2 separate regions of the Rattus norvegicus genome follow, and region 2 is linked to region 1. The links are chromatin contacts, called in public Hi-C maps. All regions are on one chromosome and are shown on one strand. Each heading gives the region's core, a stretch centred on a gene start, on an enhancer-like site or on the middle of the called end of the contact. The rest is flanking DNA. Distances are from core to core; before and after follow the strand shown.

Region 1 (7,780 bases), core at 3,512-6,011:
ACCTAAAGAAATGTTCAACATCTTTAGTCATAAGGGAAATGCAAATCAAAACGACCCTGTGATTTCACCTCACACCAGAGAGAATGGCTAAGATCAAAAACTCAGGTGACAGCAGATGCTGGTGAGGATGCGGAGAAAGAGGAAAACTCCTCCATTGTTGGTGGGATTGCAGACTGGTACAACCATTCTGGAAATCAGTCTGAAGGTTCCTCAGAAAATTGGACATTGAACTACCTGAGGATCCAGCTATACCTCTCTTGGGCATATACCCAAAAGATGCCCCAACATATAAAAAAGACACGTGCTCCACTATGTTCATTGCAGCCTTATTTATAATAGCCAGAAGCTGGAAAGAACCCAGATGCCCTTCAACAGAGGAATGGATACAGAAAATGTGGTACATCTACACAATGGAATATTACTCAGCTATCAAAAACAACGAGTTTATGAAATTCGTAGGCAAATGGTTGGAACTGGAAAATATCATCCTGAGTGAGCTAACCCAATCACAGAAAGACATACATGGTATGCACTCATTGATAAGTGGATATTAGCCCAAATGCTCAAATAACCCTAGATGCACAGAACACATGAAACTCAAGAATGATGACCAAAATGCGGATGCTTCACTCCTTATTTAAAAGGGGAACAAGAATACCCTTGGGAGGGAATAGGGAGGCAAAGTTTAGAACAAAGACTGAAGGAACACCCATTCAGAGCCTGCCCCACATGTGGCCCATACATATACAGCCACCAAACTAGACAAGATGGATGAAGCAAAGAAGTGCAGACCGACAGGAGCCGGATGTAGATCTCTCCTGAGAGACACAGCCAGAATACAGCAAATACAGAGGCGAATGCCAGCAGCAAACCACTGAACTGAGAATAGGTCCCCTGTTGAAGGAATCAGAGAAAGAACTGGAAGAGCTTGAAGGGGCTCGAGACCCCATATGTACAACAATGCTAAGCAACCAGAGCTTCCAGGGACTAAGCCACTACCTAAAGAGTATACATCGACTGACCCTGGACTCTGACCTCATAGGTAGCATTGAATATCCTAGTAAGAGCACCAGTGGAAGGGGAAGCCCTTGGTCCTGCCAAGGCTGGACCCCCAGTGAGCAGGATTCTTGGGGGGAGGTTGGGGAGGGGAACACCCAGAGAGAAGGGGAGGGGGAGAGGTTAGGAGGATGTTGGCCTGGAAACCGGGAAAGGGAATAACATTTGAAATGTAAATAAGAAATACCCAATTTAATAAAGATGGAAATAAATAAAAGAATTTAAATCCATTAGTCATATGCTCACAAAAAATACAGATTTTTATTCTAAAAAAATATATATAAGATGGAGAGTGATTGAGAAGACAACAGACATTAACCCTCCCCGCCTACACACACACACACACACACACATATACATATATGTATATATATATGTATATATATATAAATCTGCACATACAATGCATACAGATAGGCTGCATACATGCATGTGCAGACACATACACACACACAGAGAGAGAGAGAGAGAGGGATCCTCTCTATTCAGTGGGTCATGTAACTGAATATGAGAAAGTCGTGAAACCTTCAGCAACAGCAAAGGTCTCAGAACAAGCACCAATCAAATACACACAATCAAATGTGTATGAATGAAGGGTGGATCTGGGAGCAGCTGCTCACATTGGATTGTTCACTTCATGCAGCCTAGATCTAAGCACACGCTGTGCACGGCATACACCATCATGCCACACAGTGTCAGCAACCCAGATCTCAACCTCAACCTAGGGTTGACTTTAGTTAGCTCTTGCATTAAAGGTGTGTGCTAGGCCGAGGCACACAGGTACGTGTTTATAGTAAAGAGAAAGCTCTAGCATCAAGGGCTGAGCTATACCACACCTAGAAACAGTTTTTGTTTTTGCTTTTGTTTTTACAGTTCACAATCTTGGGGTTCACAATGTGAACAAATATCTTGCAACAGTTGTATGAAAATTTCTCAGTGAAAGGGGCCACAGTGAAAGGCCAAATCTTTTAAATTCAGACTTCATGTTTTAGAAAACTTGACCTAGGTTCAAATTCAGGTAAACTAGCAGGCTGGTATCTAACATTAGTTTCCAAGTTATTCCCCCAACAAAACCCAAGCCTAGCTCCAGTTTCTAGGCCCACTCCCAACAAGACCAGCAGCATCTCCAGGTTATTCCCCCAACAACCTACACCCCCAGGTTACAAGCCTAACCCCTGCTTAATGACCACCAATGCAGAGGGGAGCAGAAATTAAATTTATAATATGACTCCTAGCACCAGCCAATTATGTTAAAGGCCACAGTAGTTTTCCAATTAGATCCTTACACACTTACCCCTGCTTGCTGCTTACTATAAAGCCCTGCCATGATAGACATTCCGGGCTCCTCTCTCCGCCAAAACCATCCTGCATGACGGTGGTGAGGAGCCCAAGCTAGACTGAATAAAATAAAGACCCTGCTATCTATAAGTTACATCAGATTGGCTCCTGTCGGGTTTTGGGTTTTTGGTTTTGTTTTTCTTTGTGGTTTTTTTTTTTTTTGGTTTTTTTTTTTTGTTTGTTTTTTATCTTTAAACTTCTCTGGCACTACAGCAGCAGAATGGCCACAGCAGAGAAAGTTAAAGACCTGGTTTAAAATGCAATAAGACAACTTGTGTGTGTGTGTGTGCGTGTGTGTGTGTGTGTGTGTGTGTGTGTGTGTGTGTGTGTGTGTGTGTGTACATGCACATATGCATTCTTGTGAGTATTCAGGTGCAGTAATGTTAGGGTGCATGTCAAAGGACAACTTCAGCATCATTCCTCAGGTACTATGTACCTTTGGTGAGGGGGTCTGGAATTTATTCACCAAGTAAACTATTCTGGCTGACCAGAAAGCCCAAGGAATCCACTTGTCTCTACCTACCAAGATCTAGAATTACAGACATACATTATTACATCTGGCTTTCTTTTTTAATGTGAGTTATGGGGTTCTAATTCATGTCTTTGTCCTTGCAATGTAATCATTTTACTGACTAAACTATAGCTCTGACAGTTCAACTTTAAAGGGTATGTATTCATTGAAGGGTGTGGAATGAATGCTGGAAGCCCTGTATCCAATCCCCAGCAGCACACGAACTGGGCATGCTGATGCACACCTGTAATCCTAGCACTCGGGTGTTAGAGACAGAAGAGTCAGAAGTTCAAAATTATTCTCACCCTCCTAGTTTTCAGGCCTTGTAAGTTTTCAGGCCTTTTAAGACTTTGTCTTAAAAGATTAAATGTGTTGCTCTTGGGTTTGAATAATTTATAGTTTTTCATCTCCATTGGTGGTTACCTCCTAATTCCTGTCTTGCTTAATTTTTTCTCGCTTTTTTTTTTTTTTTAATGAGAAAGAGACAGGACAGGATTGTCTGTTTTCTTTTTTAAGACTTATTTTTACTTATATGTATCTGTATGTATTTGCATATACATTTGGAGGCCAGAGAGGGCTTGAGACTCCCTGGAGCTGGAGTTACAGGTAGTTGTGAGCTACCACCCACCTGCATGTAGATGCTCAGAACCAAATTAGCATCCTCCAGAAAAGCAGCAAGCATTCTTAACTCTAAACCATCTCTTGAGACCCTGTCCCTTAGGGCTTATCAAACAAGGGATGAGTTGTATTTTTTATTGCATTTATTTTCTTATGGTGTGTCTATGAGTGTGTATGAGTGCACGTGTGTGCAACAGTACATGTGTGGAGGTCAGAGAACAATTTGTAGGAGTTTATTCTCTCCTCCCATCACACTAGTCATGGCGATTGACACATTTCCTGGGGCTTTACCTACTGAACCAATTCACAGAAGTAGTTTTGAGTTTTGTATTTTACTCATTTCAATCACTATCTCTATTACTTCCTGTTCTGCCATTTTGTTTCTAATTAAGATGTCTATATACATACACCTTAACACATTTTATAATTAGTTTTACACATATATTTTTGTGATACAAAATTCTCTCTGAAAAGATAAAATAATAATGGGACTGTAGGGGATAACTTATTGACAGAGCATATATTCATTTGCAAGGCTTGTGGCTCAGTCCTCAGGACAAAAATGTAAAATGAACTAAAACAGTAACCTGTATCCTCTTCTCTCACAGCAGTGTTATTTTTCCCCTATCACTTACAGTCTTCAAACTATTAGTTATATATTATTGTTGGCCAACTGGCCGTTTCTACACTAATGGGAAGTCCATAGACACTGGGAACTTTTACTCCTGTCCCTCAAAGACCTAAAATGATGACTAATACAAAATAGATATTCCAAAAAACTTGTCAGAAAAATTCAGTTACCACATGACAAAACAAGAACGCTGCTGGTATTCAGTTCAACATGTACTCTGAGCCAGGAGTTGCTAATGCTTGAGCCACATTCCTGAAGTGTCATAATCACTGAGGAGACGTCAGGTTTTACAAATGTGTTCGCATTACTCAATCTCAAATTGATACTAGAATCAGCTTTCATATTCTAATGTTCTTGGCTGCACGTGGGTGTCCAATGACTTCAGCACTCGCAGAAACTGAGTCTCAACCCTGGAATGATGGGACTTAGCTTCCAGCCCCCACCCCGTTCCCCGCCGCCCCACCCAGACGCATAGGAGGAGACCCAGCCCCTAGACGCCTGGCTGCCCAGGGAGCCGCACACGCCCCTTCGTCCCACGCCTAAGCCCTTTCCTCCCGCCCCCCGAACCGGAAGCACTTGCCTGCGTTTCCGGTGGCCCCGGACTCGTGGTGTTCCTGGCAATGTCTTGGTTTCGAGCGACTCCCGAGATCCCCAGCCCTGGAGACCAGGACGTGTTTGATGAGGAAGCAGACGAATCTCTGTTAGTGCAGCGGGAATGGCAGGATCACATGAGGAAACGAGTCCAAGTAAATGGGCGGGGCCCGGGACGCACGGGAAAAGGGACTCCCACGAGGGACACAGGCTCCCCCGGGCAGGGGCACGCTGACCGAAGCCTGGGCGGACGAGTGCGGCTCTCTGACCGAGCGCTCCCCAACGTCGCCCCAGTCTTAGGATTTTCTGGTTGTTGATAACTTTTAAACAAGCGCGTTCTTTCGGAGTCCCTGCTGGGTTTGGAGTAGAGACACTGACCAACTAACGTGAACTTTATTCAGTCCTTCAAGAGTTTGCAGTTTGGGGAGAAAAAGAGATGAGGAGAAATACACACTCACTAGCAGATTCGCAGGTGTTCAGTGGGTGGAGAGTCCAAAGTTAGGCGTGGTGTTACAAAGGCTTGAGAAAGGTGAACTGTGACGGTAAGGGGAAGGTAGAGAAGGGAATACTGTTCCGTTTTTATGTTAAATTCGTTATTCGATCCGGACCTGTCTCAACACTCATTAAAACTCTCTTAATAATATCTGGGGAGAATCGGTGCTTTTTCTGGGTGAGAACTAACTACTTGCTAAGATCTGTCTCCACATAGAAGTGGATTCAGAGTATAACGATCTGCGTTCGATCCCTGAAACCCACATCGTGGAAGGACAGAATGGGTTTCTGGAAGTTACTTTCTGACCTTCACACTCAAGCTATGGCATGCAAGTAAATAAATGCCTCCCTCCAGAAAAATAGGTAAACATACGTTACGTAAATAGTCAAAAGATAAGCACTGCATCTACCCAGTATATTAGCCATTAAATTACCCTTTTAAAGGGGCAGTTGTGACTACCCTACTTTAATGTTCCAGTAAGTTAATATTTGTTGAGTCCAGCAACCATCATGTCATTACAAAAATGCCTTAGGCGTCTGGGGCTAAACCAATAATAAGGGGACAAATCTCTACTCCACAGTTCCGATTAGATTTCTAAAATCAGACTTCCTCTGCACTGCTCCTAAAATAGTTCCCTCTTCCTGGCCTTGCCAGCCTCCTTAACTGCCCTGTTCTAACCAGTTATCCAGAGACTAGACATGCAGTTTTTCCATTTTTGTGAAGACTTTTCTAACACGGTTTTTAAAAATTCCCTAACAACTAATGTTTAATGTTTGCACAATAACCCTAGGTTTCCAAAGTGAGTTGAGCATGTGACATGGAGTCATAACGCCTGTCATCACTTAGGAGGGTGAGGCAGTGGGATAATGAGTTCCAGGCCAGCCTGGAAGTAAGATTTTTAAAAAATAAAACTTGATAAGGAAGGATAAACCAATAATAAGGTTTCGGGAGAAACATTCTGCTTTGGATTTATTTATGTCTCTGCCACATCGTAATTCAGTTAACATAATCAAAACCTAAGTTTGTTTTCAAAATTGGTTCTGTGCTTTTCCTGAAAAGGTTTCCTTGGCATCCGTTACAACTGGTTCCTTACTTTTAGGAAGGTTACAGAGATGGGATAGATGCTGGCAAAGCAGTAACCCTTCAACAGGGCTTCAATCAAGGCTATAAAGAGGGTGCCGATGTCATTTTAAACTACGGACTACTCAGGGGAACATTGAGGTAATTTTAAAATCTTAAGTGATGAATCGTTTAGCCTCGGTTCTAATGGTGGTTTTTAATGTAGGTAATATGTAAAAATAAAACGTTTAAAAGTGTTTTTCCTGATGTTAAATACATGACTTCAGAGCATAAGATACTTTCAAAAAGTTTTCTAAGAGTTGTTGTCAGTTCATCCATTTTAATAGGTGTGCCTAATGCGTTCCCTTTGTGCCATTTAGACTAGCACTAATCACTCATGATGGAGTTTTCAGCTTCTAAATAAAGCTGTTTTTCCTGCACATGTAGTAGAGTACAGTATGGAAGGTCTGTCAGCTAGAAGTCCGTGGGGAAAGCCATATTTACTAATAGAAAGAGGTCCTATTTGAGTCCTGAACTTTAAATACCTGTAGGATACCATAGCAATAATGGCAGAAACTAGAGCCAAAGGTCAGGCACACATGGTGACTAAGAGTTGGGCAGGCCTCTTTGATGGGGATACTTTTTAGACTATCCTTATAAAGAAATAAAATACTGCAAAGAATTACATTTAAAAGGAAAAAAAAGTTTTAAATTTTGTTGAGACTTTTAGAAAATTCAGTAGAGTGTATTGTTTAGAACAAGAGGAAGATGGCCAGGAGTTCATCTTCACTTCATGTTTATGACCTTAGGAAGCTTACTGCCCAGTGTTTCGCATCCATTGACACTTTACGTCTATGGCATTTTCAAAGAGGGTTGTAACTCAGGTGTTTGCTCAGCATGCACACAGCCCTGGGTTCAGTACCCACCGAAAAGAGAAAAGAAAGAACTGTTGTTTTTTTATTATATTATATGAAAAAGCAGGGAGGAAGGTGGGTCTACTAGAAAAGTAACAAAAATAATGAAATATATTAGGAGTCAAATTCTTAACACTTTTCAAGAATATTAAAACTCTGTTGGTGATTCTAATGTGTGACGAATTTAGAATGACTGATTTAGAAGCTGTTTGATATCCTTAAAGAAGAAAGTGGGGCTGGTGCTATAGGTCAGGGTTAGGACGCTTGCTTCAACTACCTGATGCCTTAGGCTAAATACTGAGTAGTGCCAAGATAAAAACAGTGACTTGAGGTCACATTGACAAAGTAAGCTGTTGCCCAGGTCGAACTCTAAAATACTCCGGATAATGTTTTTTTGTCTTTAATAATTTAACAAGTCTAGGTTTTCTATTTTAAAAGGAAAGAAAAATAAGAAACTTTTTTTGTTCTTTCTATAAGTAATATCTTACTGCACATAAGTTACATGGCCAAGAAAATGTAAAATAAAAATAGATGGGGCTGGAGAGAGCTCAGTGGTTAACAGCACTGAC
Region 2 (7,780 bases), core at 3,077-5,576, 190 kb after region 1:
GCCACCCAATTAGACAAGATGGATGAAGCAAAGAAGTGCAGGCCGACAGGAACTGGATGTAGATCTCTCCTGAGAGACACAGCCAGAATACAGCAAATACATAGGCGAATACCATCATTAAACCACTGAACTTAGAATGGGACCCCCGTTGAAGGAATCTTAGAAAGGACTGAAAGAGCTTGAAGGGGCTCGAGACCCCATATGAACAACAATGCCAACCAACCATATCTTCCAGGGACTAAGCCACTACCTAAAGACTATACATGGACAGACCCTGCTCTCCAACTTTATAGGTAGCAATGAATAGTCTAGTAAGAGCACCAGTGGAGGGGGAAGCCCTTTGTCCTGCCAAGACTGAACCCCCAGTGAACATGATTGTTGGGGCGAGGGTGGTAATGGGGGGAGGATTGGGAGGGGAACACCCATCGAGAAGGGGAGGGGGAGGGTCTAGGGGGATGTTGGCCCGGAAACCAGGAAAGGGAATAACAATCAAAATGTAAATAAGAAACACCGAAGTTAATAAAGATGAAAAAAAAATAATGGACTAAACCTCTGAACTGTAAGTCAGCCCCAATTAAATGTTGTTTTCCTTAAGAGTTGCCATTGTCATGGTGTCTTTTCAAGCAATAGAAACCCTAACTAAGGCAACATTCTTTCCCCAGTTTGGAAACTGTCATTTGTGTGTCCTCAGATTCTCACCGTCCTCCAGATACCCATCTTCCCTTAGTGACTCATGGTGTTTGTCTGAGCCTGTCTGCCACAAAGAGAACACCAAGAGCAAGACTTGCTCTATCATGGTTGACTTCTCTTCCTCTGAAATCTCTTAGCCCAAACTTCTGTGGTTTATTCTACTAAGACACTAGCTTCTAGCTTTCCCCCCTCTCTCTGGTCTAATATCCAGATCTTCTCAGCCTGTCCATTGGCTGCTCTTCAATGCAGTCTTCTCTCTGTCTCCATGAGTATATGAGTAAGGATTAAAACTTCCATCGGGAGGGGATGCATGGGTGAATACTTAACAGTCCTCAGAGTTGATTAGACAGTCCACAGGTGTCTAGACCTAGGATCTTATGTCTGCAGAGTGGCCTTCTGGGTGAAGGATTTAGGGGGAAGAGACATGGGCATATCTAGCACTATCGTATCAAAGAAATTCTGGGGGGTTTTCTACACCCACCTTGTTCCCAAGAAATAACACAGTGATCTTATTAACAAGCTCAATACACAAAACAGGGCAGGGTTCATCTACTCTAACCTGACCATGCTGTCTTGGACTCTACTCTAACCTGACCATGCTGGATTGGACTCTACTCTAACCTGACCATGCTGTCTTGGACTCTACTCTAACCTGACCATGCTGTCTTGGACTCTACTCTAACCTGACCATGCTGTCTTGGACTCTACTCTAACCTGACCATGCTGTCTTGAACTCTACTCTAACCTGACCATGCTGTCTTGAACTCTACTCTAACCTGACCATGCTGTCTTGGACTCTACTCTAACCTGACCATGCTGGATTGGACTCTACTCTAACCTGACCATGCTGTCTTGGACTCTACTCTAACCTGACCATGCTGGATTGGATTGCTTCCCAGCCACTTGCCCCCATTACTTGTCATCTGAGTCCTACCCTGGCTCTTCAGCTCTGTGTGTCCTCATGGCTGCGCCCTTGGCAAACTTTCTTATCAAATCCTTTTGATTCTCTCTCTCTCTCTCTCTCTCTCTCTCTCTCTCTCTCTCTCTCTCTCTCTCTCTCTCTCTCTCCCTGACTGAGATTGGAGGTCCTGCCTTATGCTCCTCTCCTGCCCAACTATTGGCTGGTCAGCAGTTTGTTAGGAAATCAGAGGTGCTGGAAAAATATCTCTGTACAACATTGAGACAGGAGCTACTCCAATTATCATGGCAATGGCAGAATCTAAACTGCAACCAGATCTCTGGGCACAGAAGCCAACATCTGAACACACACAGAGCACAAAACCGTCTCCCAATATTAGTGTGCTAGGAGAGTCTCCTGCCTGTCTGGCCAGTATTACACTGTGGGTCCATGTCATAATCACACTGTGACAATTCTTACTCAGCACTGTATAGCACCTTCTAGCACTATGACAGCCAGATAGCCAGGAAGAAACTTCTAGATTAGTGCCAGCTTGAAGCATATAACGGCTTCAGCAATGGAGCCTTGTCATCTTGTTCTGGAGGGCACCAACAGTAGTAGCAATTTCCAAAGTCAGAGAAGACTTTGGTCTTATGCCCAAACTGACCAGTTCAGAAAGTTGGTTTATTTACCCCTCCCTCACACCATCATTTGACCTGGTGATATGAAACTTTGGTATGAATAAGTCTGTTTGAGTTCAATTCATTAGGCATCCCACAGTAGCTCAGTCCAAGCCAATGGTTTCCTATGCGTCCCATTTGATATTAATACACTACTGGGCAGGATTCAGAGAAGCTGGGAACAGCTTCAGCAGGACTGGAGGAGCTCGGAGTCTAGAGGCTGTCCACAAAAGGGGAGCCAACAGATCAGTATCCTAGGGCATGAGCTACACATGCCTGTGTGTCTGTGGAGCATGATACATGCCTGTGTGTCTATGGAGCATGATACATGCCTGTGTGTCTGTGGAGCATGATACTGATGGTTTCTTGTCTACCTTCCACATCCTATGTGCTAGCCCCTGGCAGTGCATACCAGCCTGGGGTTATTCAGGGAAATGGATTCTGTGACAAGTTTCAACTTCACTAAAATGCTACAACCCTAAACCACATACCTAGGAAGATGAGGTCCAATTTGTGGCTAGGATTTTTACTTCAGACTGTCTAAAAATGGAAGAGAGGAAGTCAGAGAAGCACTTGGGGCTCTGCCAGAGAACCTAAGTTCAGTTTCTGTGGTTCACAACTTCCTGCCAGAAAGTCCAGTTTCAGGAGACTCAAAGAGCTCTTTGACCTCCTTGAGAACTGCACTCATGTGGCCTACACAAAAACAGAAACACACATACACACATATACACAGAGAGAAATATATGTTTTTTAATGCTGAAGAGAAAAGGGAGTAAATGTCCTGCAAGGAATTTCCTCTTTCTCATTTACTTTTTGCTTCATTTTGGAGGAAAGAGATGCATGGCTGCCCCTGAAAGTTACCTCTTCAGAAGCACCCAGGTCCTCTGCCCTGGACTTTTCCCAAAGGAGGGTCTTTTATCACAGTTCAAAGCACAGGAACAAAGGATCCCTGACAGTTTAGAGTTTGGGAGAGGCAGCTGATTTTTAAGGGTTTGAATTACCTAAGTATGTTTCATCGTATACTCTTAACTCCCGGGCAATCTCATCAACAACTGAAGCAGCCTCAATCCCTATAACAGTATCTACTGGAGTTCGTTTATTTCAGTACTCCAAAAGATGGCAGGCGTGTAGTTTGTCTCCATAGTTGCCAAGCTTCTTCCCTTGGCAACAACACCTGGATTCACGATGATTTCCATGCTGAGCTTCTGATTCATCCTGGGTAGGCCTGCTTTCAAGTGACGACGACGACGACGACGACTACGACGACAGTGACTGCTTCAGGCCACTTTTGAGAATAAAGTAGTCTCATAGTCAGGAGCACAGGTTTCAGCCCAGATTTCACAGGTTGGACTTCCAGTTTACCGTGTTTGCTGTATGACTGACCTTCAACAGTGCCTCAGAGCTTTACATAGAAAATGAAGATTAAAAGTAGCAACAGCTTGAGGGAACGGTAGTAAGGATTCAGTAAATTCAGATATAAAAGCATAGATGAACCCTGAACCCTGTCCATAAAATTACGCACATAAAATACAGATTTAACAAACAGTGAGGGGGTTGGGGATTTGGCTCAGTGGTAGAGCGCTTGCCTAGCAAGCGCAAGGCCCTGGGTTCGGTCCCCAGCTCTGAAAAGAAGAAAAGAAAAACAAACAAACAAACAAACAAACAGTGAGCACTCAGCAAACATTTGCTATTCCTTTAATTCTGAATATGACTCGTGGCTCATTTACTGTAGTGAGTGCATATTGGAAACTATTCTGGATCTCCAGATCTTTCGCATTTTTAAAGCCTAGAAGGCGTGCTGCACATTTCTCAATAGCTGGTCTTCATGTCTCTTCATTTTGGACCCTCTGTATTCTATGGCAGTGCCAACAACGCGTCAGGAAAAATCTTATGATAGAAATATAGCAAGTGTCATTTCTGCTTTTATTTAAAAAAACAAAACCAAAAACATTTGGAGAAGCTTAAGTTTAATTTTCTAGTTGTCCACGGGATGGCAGCACTGCTCTGAAATTGGCTGAAGAGTATGGTCCACTCCCGCCCTCTGCCGCAGACTGGCTGGTTTGGATTTTAAACATGGCTTCGTAGATCTCAGATTATTTCACACCCTTATTTAGACTCCACTTCGTCAACAACTTGGACCAAGAGCACCTTCGCATTGAGTGATACTGTTGTCTCTTCGTGGCTTGGAGCACAATTTCAGTTTGGCCCAAAAGGTCTCTGTCGTGGCTCTCAGCAGTGTTGCTTGTGTGCAGTGAACGCAGGGAAGCAGGCTCTCCTAGAGTTCCTCAGACCTGACAGTCCATGTTCGAGGTCAGGAGTGTCTTCGTAGGAGACCAGCTCCTCACTTCCGTGCCCTGAGTAACCACAGCAGGGAGAGGAGAGAGTGTGTCAGGTCAACCTGGCGATCTCTGCTCTTCGGAATTCCCTGTTTGCCCAGGAAGGAAAAGGAAAAACAGAAAATGCAAGGTCAAAAGGTAAGAGGGGACTGGAGAGGTGGCTCAAACGGGACTGGAGAGACAGCTCAGTAGCGTGGCTGCTTTCTATTCTTGCAGAGGACAGTGTTCAGTTCCAAGCACCTACAAAAGGCCTCGCACTGTCTGTGACTGTAATCCCAAGCTATCCCAGGCCCTTTTTCAGCCTCCGTGGAATCCTACAGTGCCCAGAAACTAAGCAGGCTCACATACACATGCACATGCACATGCACATGCACATGCACATGCACATGCACATGCACATGCACATGCACATACACATGCACATTAAAAAAAGTTAATCTTGGGGCTGGGGATTTAGCTCAGTGGTAGAGTGCTTACCTAGGAAGCGCAAGGCCCTGGGTTCGGTCCCCAGCTCCGAAAAAAAGAACCAAAAAAAAAAAAAAAACAAAAGTTAATCTTTAATAAAACCAAACTAGGCTATATTCAGATTCCTTAGAACCATGTCAATTTTTATATCATGATGACATTACTGAAACTCATGCCCCAGCAGGTTTTCAGGGTCTGGTTGCCTACTTTCTTACACCTTTAGGATTATTGGGGTGGAACCTGTCACTGTAGGATATCTTCTGTTTAATTGAAGTCCAAGGGGATTTGCGGTGGAAAACTTTTGGAGACGGAGTTATGGCGCCCTCTGGTGACTCATTGTAGGCATGACCATTCTGGTTTCCATTTCTCCCTCTAAACAATCCACGTTTTGCTGTTTGAATCCTACGTAACCCTGCTTTGAGACTATCAATTTTCACATAATCTTGGGATCCCCAAAGTAGATGTTATGAGGCTACTTATCAGCAACGTGTAAGCAAAGCAGAATTAAAGAGGAAGAACCAGTAAACTGTGAGTTAAAAATAGCAATGTACTTGGTGTCTAAAGAGCTGGTGCCTGCAGTCCCCAAGTTCCCTTTCCCCATCTTTTCCTGGAAGATAGTCTAAGTAAATGACTTCCTCCCCGGGTGCACAGACTGTGTCCTTTGAGACTTTTACCTCCACCAAAGCTTGTGCCAGTGACTTGTTTGAGGGTGGTGCCAGGTCCTGCTTTTTGTGCCAGGAAGTGGCCCCAGTAGGTAACACACACTTCGCACATTGGCCAGAGAGCCCTTGCATTGACCTTGGTGGTACTCACGACGGTTCTCCTTATTTTCAGGCTTTAACATGCTGAATAACAATTTTTTTTTGGTTCTTTTTTTTTTTTTTTCCCGGAGCTGGGGACCGAACCCAGGGCCTTGCGCTTCCTAGGCAAGCGCTCTACCGCTGAGCTAAATCCCCAACCCCCCTGAATAACAATTTTTAAAAGTAGAAACAAGGGTCATGTGTTTTGGAGAAACCCAGCAAATCAAGCTGTAGACATCACAAACTTGATTCATTGCAGTTCCTATGTGGATTCCAAAGGCTGAAGCCAGTCTGCATGGTTTTCTGCTTTGGTTTGAGGATGCAATCCCGTCTTTGGGTGTGCTAGGAAGTGTATCATAATACACGCCTAGACCCAGCGTCTGTTTTCCTTCTGCCATGAACACCCCCCCCCCCATCAACAGCACTCTACCTTTGTAGGTCTCAGCAGTATCCTGGGTGCACAAGAGTGAACTTCCTCATTTTCTCTCTGCAAAATGCTTCCCAAGTCTCCTAAACCTTAGCTGCCAGTTCAGTGGTTGCAATCAGACTCTTTGTTTGCAGTGTTATGTGTTAAATAAACAATTTACTTGGGCATGGTGCTGTATGCTCTTAGTTCCAGCACTGGGGAGGCAAAAGCAGGCCAATATCTGTGAGTTTGAGACCCAGCCTTGGCCCCAATCTCCCAAAGTACCTTTCATTGCCTTATCCTAACATCTACCCCTCACAGGCTTTGTAGGACTGGCCTGATCTTCTAGACCTGGCTGGAGGCAAAAGGGGGCTGAGCTCCACTCCTGCTTACATAACCTGCCGCTCAGGCTGGTTCACTGGTCCTATAGGCTCTGACTAACACAGTACCTCTTCATTAGGTACACCTGACTGCTAAACGAACCCTGCTTGCTGAATAGTCTCCACCCTATCAGGGAAGAGATGTATAACAGCATACTTGGGAGGTTAATTATCTTTCTCTAGGACAAGCCTTGACATTTTAACCAGCACTGACACCTTCACCCCTTTGATGGATTGCTATTTATATTTTAAAGCAACCCAGAGACTTACTAGCACATTTACCTTTTGATAAGTTTTTTCTACTGGGAGCTAAGGCCTAACAAAAATCTACTATATTTGCTTTTGAGTAATCTGGAGAGACACTTTTGTCTGCTTTAGGGCTTTGCAAACCCAATTTTCATAATCGCCTAGAGCCTTTCTACTTCATAAAAATCACAAACCAAGATGTAGCTCAGCAAAACCACTAAAGTCTCATACCAGTCCTGAGGTCTCTGAGATCTCAGTTCACTCTCCTGCACGATACTACCAGACCCAGTGAACTGAGCATCAAAGAACATGACTTTGCTAAAATGATGATTCTTTTAGCAAAGAATGCTTCCTTTAATATGTCATATCCCAGTTAGGCACGTGCATCCCCTATTTCCTGCTAATCTCTGATATTCATGAGAATACCCAGTGGATCACCATGTGGCCTGTATGAGCCAGTTCATCGGAGACCTGTTTCCTTTATTTTCCTTGACAGCTTTTGTCTACAGGGCCCTCAGCTTCCAGGGGAGTCACATCAATTCCACTCACTCCCATTCCTTGTGCCCTCAAAAGCTGGGCTATAAGAGCTACTTATTAAAAAGTCTTTTTTTAATGCAAGAAGTTTATATGAAAAGTAGCTCCTGTTCATCATAGCTTCTTGTACTAGACCATTATTAAGATGCTCTTGTGAAAGCTGACTTATGGATGCTTCCTTTCATTTGAATTGAGGGTCAGGGGGTTGGGGTTTTAGCTCAGTGGTAGAGCTCTTGTCTAGCAAGCACAAGGCGCTGGGTTCGGTCCTCAGCTTAAGAAGGCTTAAGAATTTAAAGGTCAGACCAGAGTGGCATCTTCCTTCACTCCTACCTCACTCGCTCTGTC

What was found. Hi-C and Micro-C count contacts between places; a contact is called where the count stands out from the background.
Region 2: a Hi-C map of liver shows a contact between it and region 1, with 3 times the contacts expected there. The contact joins the enhancer-like site here to the promoter of Yae1 in region 1. A contact is called at or near these places in 12 of 12 Hi-C or Micro-C datasets (the A7r5 cell line, the Rat2 cell line, Schwann cells and 7 more) and 1 of 1 datasets of contacts at active chromatin or transcription factors (oligodendrocytes).

The regions. Positions count from the first base shown.
Region 1 is chr17:51,717,821-51,725,600 of GRCr8, forward strand. Yae1 (YAE1 maturation factor of ABCE1) reads left to right here and starts at 4,762. Exons shown (of 3, transcript NM_001107356.2): 1 at 4,762-4,900; 2 at 6,338-6,459. The coding sequence starts at 4,775.
Region 2 is chr17:51,905,170-51,912,949 of GRCr8, forward strand. No RefSeq gene overlaps it. Among named protein-coding and RNA genes, the nearest start is that of Cdk13, 38 kb to the right of the region's middle. Within about 2 kb of position 4,327, at least 11 of the 93 cell types and tissues checked have an H3K27ac peak or open chromatin away from gene starts, as enhancers often do. A contact at or near this core is called in liver, where this site is marked.